Regions from separate parts of the Mus musculus genome. Here region 1 is linked to region 2. The links are chromatin contacts, called in public promoter capture Hi-C maps. All regions are on one chromosome and are shown on one strand. Each heading gives the region's core, a stretch centred on a gene start, on an enhancer-like site or on the middle of the called end of the contact. The rest is flanking DNA. Distances are from core to core; before and after follow the strand shown. Region 1 holds the start of Usp50 (ubiquitin specific peptidase 50). Region 2 overlaps Usp8 (ubiquitin specific peptidase 8).

Region 1 (5,099 bases), core at 930-3,429, 54 kb after region 2:
AGGTCTCAGGGTGGCTTGGCTAAACATCCAAACTCAGCTGTTAAAAAACCAAAGCCTTTCCTGCTTTAACAGTAACATCATAGACATTTTGTACTTAGTCTGACTATATTAAACATTTAATATACATTCCCCATTAAATATTTGCAACAGCTCTTCTGGGTAGAAACAGTCCTTCTAAAATCCCATTTACAGGTGGACTAACCAGCTTATGTGAGTGAGTCATTTGCCCACAGTAGTATACCAAGGGCAAGCACATAGTGATGCAGGAGAAATGAAGGCATTTACCTACCTTACCTGGCCATTAAATTATATGGAATTACAGCATATGCTGAGAATGAATATAACTCTATAGGTGACATATGGAGAACATAATACAGTGTTGGAGCTGTGGCTCAGTGGGTAAGAACACTGACTATGGATTCAAAGGACCCCAGTTCAAATCCCAGCAAGTGCTTTATGGGGCCGTTAAAGGGTTGTAACTTTGAGCCTTTGTAGCTTCTTTTGGTGTCTGGAGACAGCTATAGTGAGCATGATACATACACATAGTAGGAACATATACATTCATATGTTAAGGGCACAGGTATGTATATATGCATACATATGTGTGCATACATGCACATTGCTACGCTAATAACTGATTATATATATTTATGATTAGGGTTCTTATGTTTGCTCATTTATAACACAGAAACATTCAGCATGAGAAAGTGTCCTTGGCCTGTGTGAGGCACTGGCTTTGGCCTCAAGCTCCTGATCCCCCAGCAAAACAAGGAACACTACCTCTTCCTGGCAGGGTTACTGCGAGGGCCATGCAGGTGCCATGCAAGGTGCTTAGCTTAGATCACATAATAAATGATATCTTTTAAAAGAATACAACATAGCCAGTTATTGGTGGTGCAAACCTTTGATCCTAGCGTTCAGGAGGCAGCAGCAGGGGGGATCTCTGAGTCTGAGGCTAACCTGGTGTACAGAGTGGGTTCTAGAACGAATAGCTAAGGCTACACAGAGAAACCCTGTGTCCAAAAAAAGACAAGTGTATATTTATACACACACACACATATGTATATATACTTATATACACATACACATGTGTGTATATATGTCTATGTGTGTATGTATATATGTATATATACATCTATGTACCTGTATAGTATGTATACACGTATATTTACATGTATACACACATATATACATATATATGTATACACACATATACAGATATACGTGCATACACACACACACACACACACACACACACACACAGCTTGGGTTCTGAAGAGATGGCTCAGCAGTTAAGAGCATTTCTGCTGTTCTTTCAGAAGATCCTGGCTCACTTCCCAGCAACCACATGGCAGCTCACAACCATTTGTGTCTCCAGTTCCAAGGGATCTAATGCCCTCTTCTGGCCTCCAAGAGCACTGCTTTGGTGTGCTTAAATTGTCAGCAAAGCATTCATATACATAAAATAAAATCTTTAAAAGAATAAATGACTTAATGTGGAGAGACGGGACTGGAGCATCTGCCCAGCATGCAGAGATGGGAAATACTGCAGGCTCCAGGAGGCCTCCTTGATCTGCACAGCTCCCTCTTATCTGACCGATTCAGTAGGGCCGCTCACCACCTTTGTCCTTTATTACCTTTCTTCCCACAGACTGAATCTGAAATCCAGGCCCCACCGCTCAGCGGCCTCACTCAGTGCCTCTGCTCAGTTTCACCCATCTGAAAAGTGTGCCATTCTCACTTTTACTCAGTGATGTCACGGAGGCCCTGAGCTGACTGATCAGGGAGTACATGTATGTTATCTCTTCTGGGTCCTTCATGGGTCAAATCTGGCAGAGCCCTCCCAAATGCAACAGGTGCCATGCCCCCTCTAGGTAAGCCCTCCCCCAGCCCCCCACTCCTGAGGTTATCTATAAAGGCACAGGACATAGAGGCTCACAGGTTGTAGTAGGCACCGAAGTCGTCTGCAGGGACCGGCCGATGAGACGCCATGTCAATGAAGCACATCAGGCTTTCACTTCTACTCACGAGCTACCTTTGATCCTTTTAACTTCATTTCTCCAGGACTGCTCCCTGGCTTGTTTTTGGTTTTGAACCGTTTGAATGCCCCCCTCCCCCCTTTGTGTTGTTGCTGTCTGATTTCACTTGACTCAGGCCCAGTTCTTCTTGGATCCTCCCCTGCATCACAATTGTCACCCTTCATACCAAGGTTCTAACGTGTTGTCAAGGGATACCATTATTTGTTTGTTTGAAATGCTTCTGAAAGATCAACTTTCTGAGAACGAATTGTCCACATCACAGCTCTCCCTCTATTTCTGGGTTTCTCACACACAAGCACACAGAGATGTTCACCCTCTGGATTTGGGGACAGTGTGTGGCAACACTGCTCCCATGAACCCTAGAGGGACATCTCTTCCCCTATGGAGGAGGTAGTGAGATTTTTCTCATCCCGATGCATACACAGTGAGGTCACCAGAATTGTTTATTCTTGGGATGGAGACACAGCTGGATATGGGCACATACCCATAGTACACAGGCTGTTAGGGTTTTACTGCTGTGGACAGACACCATGACCAAGGCAACTCTTCTAAGGACAACATTTAAATGGGGCTGGCTTACAGTTTTAGAGGTTCAGTCCATTATCATCAAGGTGGAGAACAAGGGCATGTCCTGGCAGACATGGTGCAGGAGGAGCTGAGAGTTCTATATCTTCATCTGAAGGACACTAGAAGACTGGCTCCCATGTAGTTAGGAGAAAAGAATCATTGCCCACCCCCACAATGACACATTTCCTCCAACAAGGCCACACCTCCTAATAGGCCAAGCATATTTAAACCACCACACAGGCTTATTATAGGATTTACAAGCTGTGGCCTCTGGGGCACACATGGTTTTCTGAACTCAGACTTTTCCACTGGAGGAAAAGGATGGCATCCTCAGTTCTAACTAAAAGCATGGGGCTGTGACCTGGGAAAGCACCCGTGCTGGGGCCTTGCCTCTGGAGTGCCTAGTTGCTGCTGGCCTGCTCTCTGAGCAGATCTACTGGGTCAGCCAAGCACCAGCAGAGAGCAGGCAGAGAGCCCTTAGGATCAGTTTATCCCAGGTAGGGTACTGAAGACAGGCTGAAGGAAAAATACTCTCAAAGTCCAACTTCATAGAGCAATGAGTTTCAGTGGGGTCAGTTAGGGCATATGGGTGGAGAGATCAGGAGCAAATAGGACTCAGCTGTGTCACCGAAGACCCCAGTATGAGTGACAGCTCATGAAAGCTGGGCTCCAGGAGCACACACAGCCTGCAGGCACTCAACAGATTGCAGTGTCCTTTCTAGGCCTTTTAGTCGTAAGCCACACACTGCAACACACACCACATGACATCGATCTCTCTCACACACTATGCCAAACCACCCGGCAACACACACAATGACTAAGAAATATACATTAGATCCATAATGATGCCCCTCTGTGTATGTGCATATATGTATTGAGAATCAGAATTCACACCAATAGTCACAACCTTTCTAGATTTATTTTCCCTTCCTATACAATCTAACTCTAACTGGGAGACACCTAGCTTCTGACAGCCCTAGCATAGCTCCTGTCTCATCAGTCCTCAATGCTGTGTTCCCACTGCCTAGCACGTGACATTCCTGCCTCATCTGCACACCAGGGCACCACTGCCCACAGCTCATACAGCTCACACTAAAGTAAGAGGGCTGCTTCTTAATTTTTCCTTATCTCTTTGGTGGCTTGTTTTAATCTGCCCCTCTTAGATATTTCTTTCTAGTCATCTGAAAATTGTGCAGTACTTTCAAAATCTACACCCATGTATTTTAAATATTTTGACAATATGAAAGTGCAGTCTATGCTCTTTTCACATATTTATGTTAAGCTAAAGTTGAGTAGCAAGGGTGACTATGTTATTCCAATCCACTTGGTTTTTATGCTATGGGTGATACATAATGGATTTTTGTGAAAACGTCAATGTTAATCTGCTAGTGAGGTTGGAAGGTAAGGAATTCTGTGTGATGTAACAACAGAAACTGCTGTGTCTTGGCAGGTGAGAATGCTCCATGGTTAAGCATCCTTGATGCTGCAGCTTAGCTTCTTCCTGCTGGATCAGGAATTAAAGTGCCAGGCACTTTCCTTGTTGCCGCTCTGGCACAGTTACAAAGAACCTGTAAAGCAGGGCTGCACCACCACCCGAACTCCATACCGTCCTTCGCAGCCTGTGCAGTCCTTTGTCCTTTGCATTGCGGGTTGAGACCCCTCTTCTCGTGGGCTTTTCTAGAAACTTACAAGGAATGTTTTAATAAAAGGTGAGATGAGGTGCAATGACTTGGAGGTGACTGGGCTACTTCGCCTCTAGGGATATAGAACCCCTCTCACAATTAGTGATAAAACCTTGTAAAAGCCCCCAGCATATAACCCAGTGGGCAGATCCTCCCTGCTCAACCAGCCTTCCTTCCCTCCTCAGTCTCTCTGGGATGATAAATTTATACTTAAACTGCATCATGGCTGAATTATTTCCTGCAAGAAGACAAGGACCAAGGAGAAATGCTCTCTGGTAAGAGACCACACTGCGAAATTGAGAAGAGTGAGGTTTACCCATACATAAAATCATCTTCAATATGATGCAATTTAGAGATCATTGAGATCTTTGTCCATCCAGGCAGCTGTGTGCCAGAGACTTCCAGAGACTAAACAGCTGGTGAAAGTTAAATCAAGGTTGGGGCTCTTGAATTCTCTCACAATTGTGATGAATAAAAATCTAAAGTGAGGGGGCTGGAGAGATGGCTCAGCAGTTAGGAGCACTGACTGCTCTTCCAGAGGTCCTGAGTTCACAGACCCCATCTAGGTCAGAGCAGCAATACTTGCAAGGTTGGCCGAGATGGCCCTGGCAGCCCAGGCTAACAGCCGGCAAACCAGTCAAGCTCAACAAAGCAAGTCAGAGGTGATCAGGGCGCTTGAGAGAGGGACCGCTCTTCTATCTGCGTGGATCAGAAGAACGTGCACAGAGTATGTAAACCTTTCATTGCCCTGCTCCCTGTGTGCAGAGAATCAACCATTTGCAATAGGACTCTCAATATGGTTTGTTTGTTT
Region 2 (4,829 bases), core at 1,695-4,194:
TCACCGTCTCAAATATCTGAGGTTATGGACCTGCGTTTCCAGGCCTGGTCTAGCCCAGCTTTTGTTACTGGAGGTGGTGGTGGTTTGTTATGAGTTTTTGTTTTGTTTCATGGGGTGTTTATTTTGGCAACGAGGTTGTAACAATTATTATGACAGGATACTAAAAATCTAAACAAATACTTTATTTCTCTCTGTAATCACATTGAGCTTTTGTGTATCTTAAGTTGGATTTAGGAATTTATACATCTATGGTTATCATACATTCCTGATGAATTCCATCACTGTTTCTCTTATCTGGAAACAGTCTCTCCTTTGAGGCTGGCCTGCAGCTTTCCTTCATTACTGGCAGCCCATTCAATTTCATTCTGTCCTACTTTTCCATTTATCCTGACAGTCTGCCTCACTGACATGGTCCCTCTGTTCATGCCTAAACCGGCCGTAGCATATATGCTTAAGGAAAGCAAGGGGAAGTACTTTTTTCTCTACCTGCCTTTCCTGTCCTGTTTTCTGGCTCGCTCTGTTGCTACATGATGCAGGTGTCTGCCTGACTCCTTGCTGGGCTCTAGAGAATCGCCCTAGCTTTTCTGGTAGTCCACATTTGTGAGGAACAAGTTCTTCACTTTTCTTATCTAGAAATACTTTTATTTTTACTCCTGTTTTTCATTTGCTTGCTTATTTGTTTGGGTGGGAGCATGTGGTCGTCTGCCACAGCTTGTGGGAGTCATTCTCTCTGTCAGACTAAGTTATGAACTGATGCCCTTGTTCCTAAGTAATGTTTTCATAAGATTCGTGCTTCTGAGTTGACAGGGTTTTTGTTGTTGTGTTTGTTTGTTTTGTCTTTTGTCCCCCTTGGTAGCTCTGGCTAGCCTGGAACGCTTTTATATAGACCAGGCCAGCATCAGAGTCACAGAAGCCTTTGGGGCGCTGGAATTAAATGTGCAGGGCCATGCCCAGCTGTCTTCTATTGATTCTGACATGGAAATCCCCACCAGTTGGTCCTGTTGTTAATTTACTGTATGTCTTATGTCCTTCTTTCCTGGCTTGAGATTTTCTCTTTAGTAGCAGTCTATGATGTGACTACCATTATTTTTCTATTTTTTCTAATTGGGATTACTGGACTCTGCATCTGTAAATCTATGTCTTTTATCAAATTTGGGGAGTTTGGGGCTATGATTTCTTCAAATATTTTTATTCTGTTTCATTCTCTTACTGGCACTCTGGCTATTCTTGTGACAGGCCTTTGGTTTGTCAGGAAATCCACCTGAGGCTGTTTCTGTTGCTGTCTAAGCCTCTCTTGTCATAGTTTTTGTTGCTCTTTAGGTTGTAAATGTTGTCTCCAGTTTTCAGGTTATTTTTCAGAAACATTTTAACTCTAGAATTTCTGTTTAGCTATTTTATAGTATCTGCTTTTTTACAGAAGTGTCCTTTATGTTTAGTCATTACAAACCATGTTTCACATAGCCATGGCCAGAGTTGGTTAGCTGCTGTGATTGCTGTTTTAAATCTGTCATTCAGGTTTATCTCAGCCAGTTTGCACTGCTTGCCCTTTCTCTCTGGATGTCTTATTTTCTTGCTGTGTTGGTTAGTTTCGGACATGGTGGGTTTTATTCCCTTCAAGAGTGTTAGGGTATTTTGTTCTAGAATGGTGGTGAACTTGGCTGGGTTGGATTTTATACACTGTCTTGCCTGTGGTAGTCAGCATCTGGAATGTCTTTTAAAGTTAGCTGTTTCCTCAGTGTTTGCTCTGTTCTTACTTAGTTTGGGTGTTGGCTATAGACTGGGACAACTTTATGCAAAGAGGGCTGAAACTTTGGCGCTCTGTATTAGTTTTAGCTGCCTCTTCAGCACATGAAGTCCTGGTGTTAGGAATAAAACCATCAAAATTAGAGAGTTTGACAGATGTCCTTCCCCTTCCCAGTTCTTCACCCTGCCTGCTCCTTATCTTTGTGGCAGTCCAGAGCTGTGGCTGTCTGGGGAGGTATATGTCCTTCATATACAAGTATGGACAATAGACAGTATAAGCATGCCAGAGTTTTAGTTCGTTCTTTCCTAACTGACTGGAGTAAATTATTTGTTACCCTTTTCTCTCTCGGCTCTACCTTCTCTCTTCCTTCCCTCACCACCCCATCTCTGTCTCTGTCTCCATCTCCCCTGATCCTCTTAAGTTCAGAACCAGCAGTCATTACTGTATTCACTAATGACTGGGTGAGCAATGTCTTAGGATAGCTGCAAACTGTACTCACCATAGCTTGTTTAACATTTAGCAAAATAGAAGATAATCACGTCTTGACTTTGATAATAATTCTCCAGTTGATGTGGTTAATACCTTTCTTGAATACTTGTTTTAACATTTTGATCTAAATCATCTACACAGTGAGATACTGGGAGAAGTCCTCTTCCAGAGTGAATCAAGAGTTTGTTTAAAAAGTGAAATTGTAGCAGAATTGATAATTACTTGAAATTAGTGAAAAAGCAAGAACAACATTAATAAAAAGAGCATAACATTTATTTTTCAAGGTGTTTGTCCAGTTTAAAGTACACAGACAGCCCCTGAGGGCAGATGCATGTGGTTTGTATGGGAACTCTAGCAGAATTCTCCCAAGCCAAGATGCTAAGTATGAAACATGAACGCCCTTAGCTATACTCCATCACATTAATAGGAAGCTTCTTTCAACTAGATACGAAGAGGCTGAAGTTCGGAAACAACTTGAAGAAAAGGACAGACGGGAGGAAGAGCAGCTGCAGCAACAGAAAAGGCAGGAGATGGGGAGAGAGGACAGCGGTGCGGCAGCCAAACGCTCTGTGGAAAATTTACTGGATTCCAAAACCAAAACCCAAAGGGTATTGCAAGTTTATTGTGTAAACGCTGGTCCTGTTTGCCAGGTGACCTATCTGGAGGAGGTGCACTGCCACTGTAAAGTTCTTTTGAGGCAATAGGGATACCATTGGTTGGAATTAGAATCAAAGGTCCTGACTGCAGGTTTTCCTGTGAGCTTCCACAGCAGCACTGTCCTGGTCACTGGTTACAATGTTAGCAGTCACTACAGTGGAAGGAGGGTGGCCTGAGAGGAACCATTGGATTGTCATCTATCTATCTAGTTCTGGGCCTGTGTGAGTTTTGCTTAACAACTCTTGGACTCAGGTTTGCCAAATGAAGATCTTTTTTTTTTTTTTTTTTGGTTTCTTGAGACAGGGTTTCTCTGTATAGCCCTGGCTGTCCTGGAACTCACTCTGTAGATCAGGCTGGCCTCGAACTCAGAAATCCGCCTGCCTCTGCCTCCCGAGTGCTGGGATTAAAGGCGTGAGCCACCATGCCCGGCCCAAATGAAGGTCTTAAAACGAGGTCTAAGGTGTCTTTTTCCTACTGATAAATCTCCATTAAGAGAAGGACCAGGGCCAGGCATGGTGGTAAGGTGAGTGCCTTTAATCCCAGCAGAGGCAGGTAGAGCTCAGAGTTCATTCAAGTGAGTTCCAGGCCAGCCAGGGCCACACAGGGAAACCCTGCCCAAAAAACAAAAATAAAATAAAGAGCAAAGGACTTGGTTTGCTGCTTTATTTGGTCCCAAACAGTTTTGGTTACTGGAGTCTTAGGCACACACGCCATCTATTCCTTTCTTCCTCTATTCCAGTTTTCCCTTTGTCTGTCCTGTTCAGCGTTTTATTCAATCTTCTTAGCATGTGTACAAGATGTCTTTATCAAAAGCCACCAGTGACACAATCTCTGCCAGCTGTCACTGTGCCCCTTCCTTACTTTCTCAGAATTACTCTCCTGAAGATGTAAGTGGTTTTCAGTTGTTGAACTCCTTGGAGGCTGTGCTTTGCTCCCTCTGATCCCTGTGTTTCTTAGGGGTACGTAGTGTTCCCCTGTTGCTAGTGTGGATTGCTGGTATTTGGGAGAGGTCTCACTGGGTTAAGCAGTCTGATCTCCCATTGTTGGAATTCACAGGGAGACAAACCACTAACCTTCTCAACAGGTCAAGTGGCTGCCGTAAGCAATAACCGGACTTAAAGGGGAATCTTTCATTTTGTTGCCTTTTCTTTTGTTTGTTTTTTAAGATAATTTATTTTTATTCTTTGGGCATTGGTGTTTTCCCTCCATGTATGTCTGAGTGCGGGAGTCAGATCTTGGAGTTACAGACAGTTGTGAGCTGCCATGTGGGTGCTGGTGTTAAGAGTCAGCAGTCAATGCTCTTAACTGCTGAGTCAGCTCTCAAGCCCCTTATTGCCTTTTTAGAAGTGAGTAGTCACTTTTTTTCTCTAATTTGAGACAGAGTCTCTTGTAGCCCAGGCTCACTTAAGTCGTTAAGGCTGGCCTTGAATTTCTGCTTTTTGCCTTTGCCCCAATTTCTAAGATTATAGGCCCTTGTAATCTTGCCAAGCTAATGGCATGCTAGGGTAAGCAAATGACCAGCTGTGCTACATCTCCCACCCTGTTACTGTGACGTTAACATTTGCCCACTTTGTCTCCTACACTGTTTCTCTCGCTCTCACTCTCGCTCTCGGCTTGAGTATTTGTACTATTTGAGTAGCTGCTCTGCTACTTTACTGCTAACTGCTTTGCTGCACAGTTCTCATAACTGTAGTCCTCGCCACCCTGTAAACTTAATAGTAACTCCTTAGTATCCCCGGGTGCTCAGTCTGTATTCGGATTTTGCTGTTGCCTGCATGTTAATTTCACAAGTTAATTTGTCCACAAGTTAATTTCACAAGTTAATTTGTTCACAAGTTAATTTGTTGAATCATGATGCAAAACAGTGAACTGTCTTCTGATTGTTATATCTCTTAAGGCGCTAAAATAATTTCCCTTTAAGATTCTCTTCCTCTGAAAC

What was found. Promoter capture Hi-C pulls out the DNA fragments that hold promoters and counts their contacts.
Region 1: a contact with region 2 is called in a promoter capture Hi-C map of liver, with 2.7 times the contacts expected there. The contact joins the promoter of Usp50 here to the enhancer-like site in region 2. A contact is called at or near these places in 17 of 39 promoter capture datasets (the 3T3-L1 cell line, 3T3-L1-derived adipocytes, the C10 cell line and 12 more), 9 of 484 Hi-C or Micro-C datasets (8-cell embryo, the AML12 cell line, the HPC-5 cell line and 4 more), 1 of 115 datasets of contacts at active chromatin or transcription factors (embryonic stem cells) and 4 of 9 other capture datasets (adipose tissue, embryonic stem cells, liver and 1 more).

The regions. Positions count from the first base shown.
Region 1 is chr2:126,781,281-126,786,379 of GRCm38.p6, forward strand. Usp50 (ubiquitin specific peptidase 50) reads right to left here and starts at 2,180. Exons shown (of 7, transcript NM_029163.3): 1 at 1,940-2,180. The coding sequence starts at 2,007.
Region 2 is chr2:126,726,482-126,731,310 of GRCm38.p6, forward strand. It overlaps Usp8 (ubiquitin specific peptidase 8), which reads left to right. Exons shown (of 19, transcript NM_019729.3): 5 at 2,679-2,841. Among named protein-coding and RNA genes, the nearest start is that of Usp8, 22 kb to the left of the region's middle. Within about 2 kb of position 2,945, at least 6 of the 459 cell types and tissues checked have an H3K27ac peak or open chromatin away from gene starts, as enhancers often do. A contact at or near this core is called in liver, where this site is marked.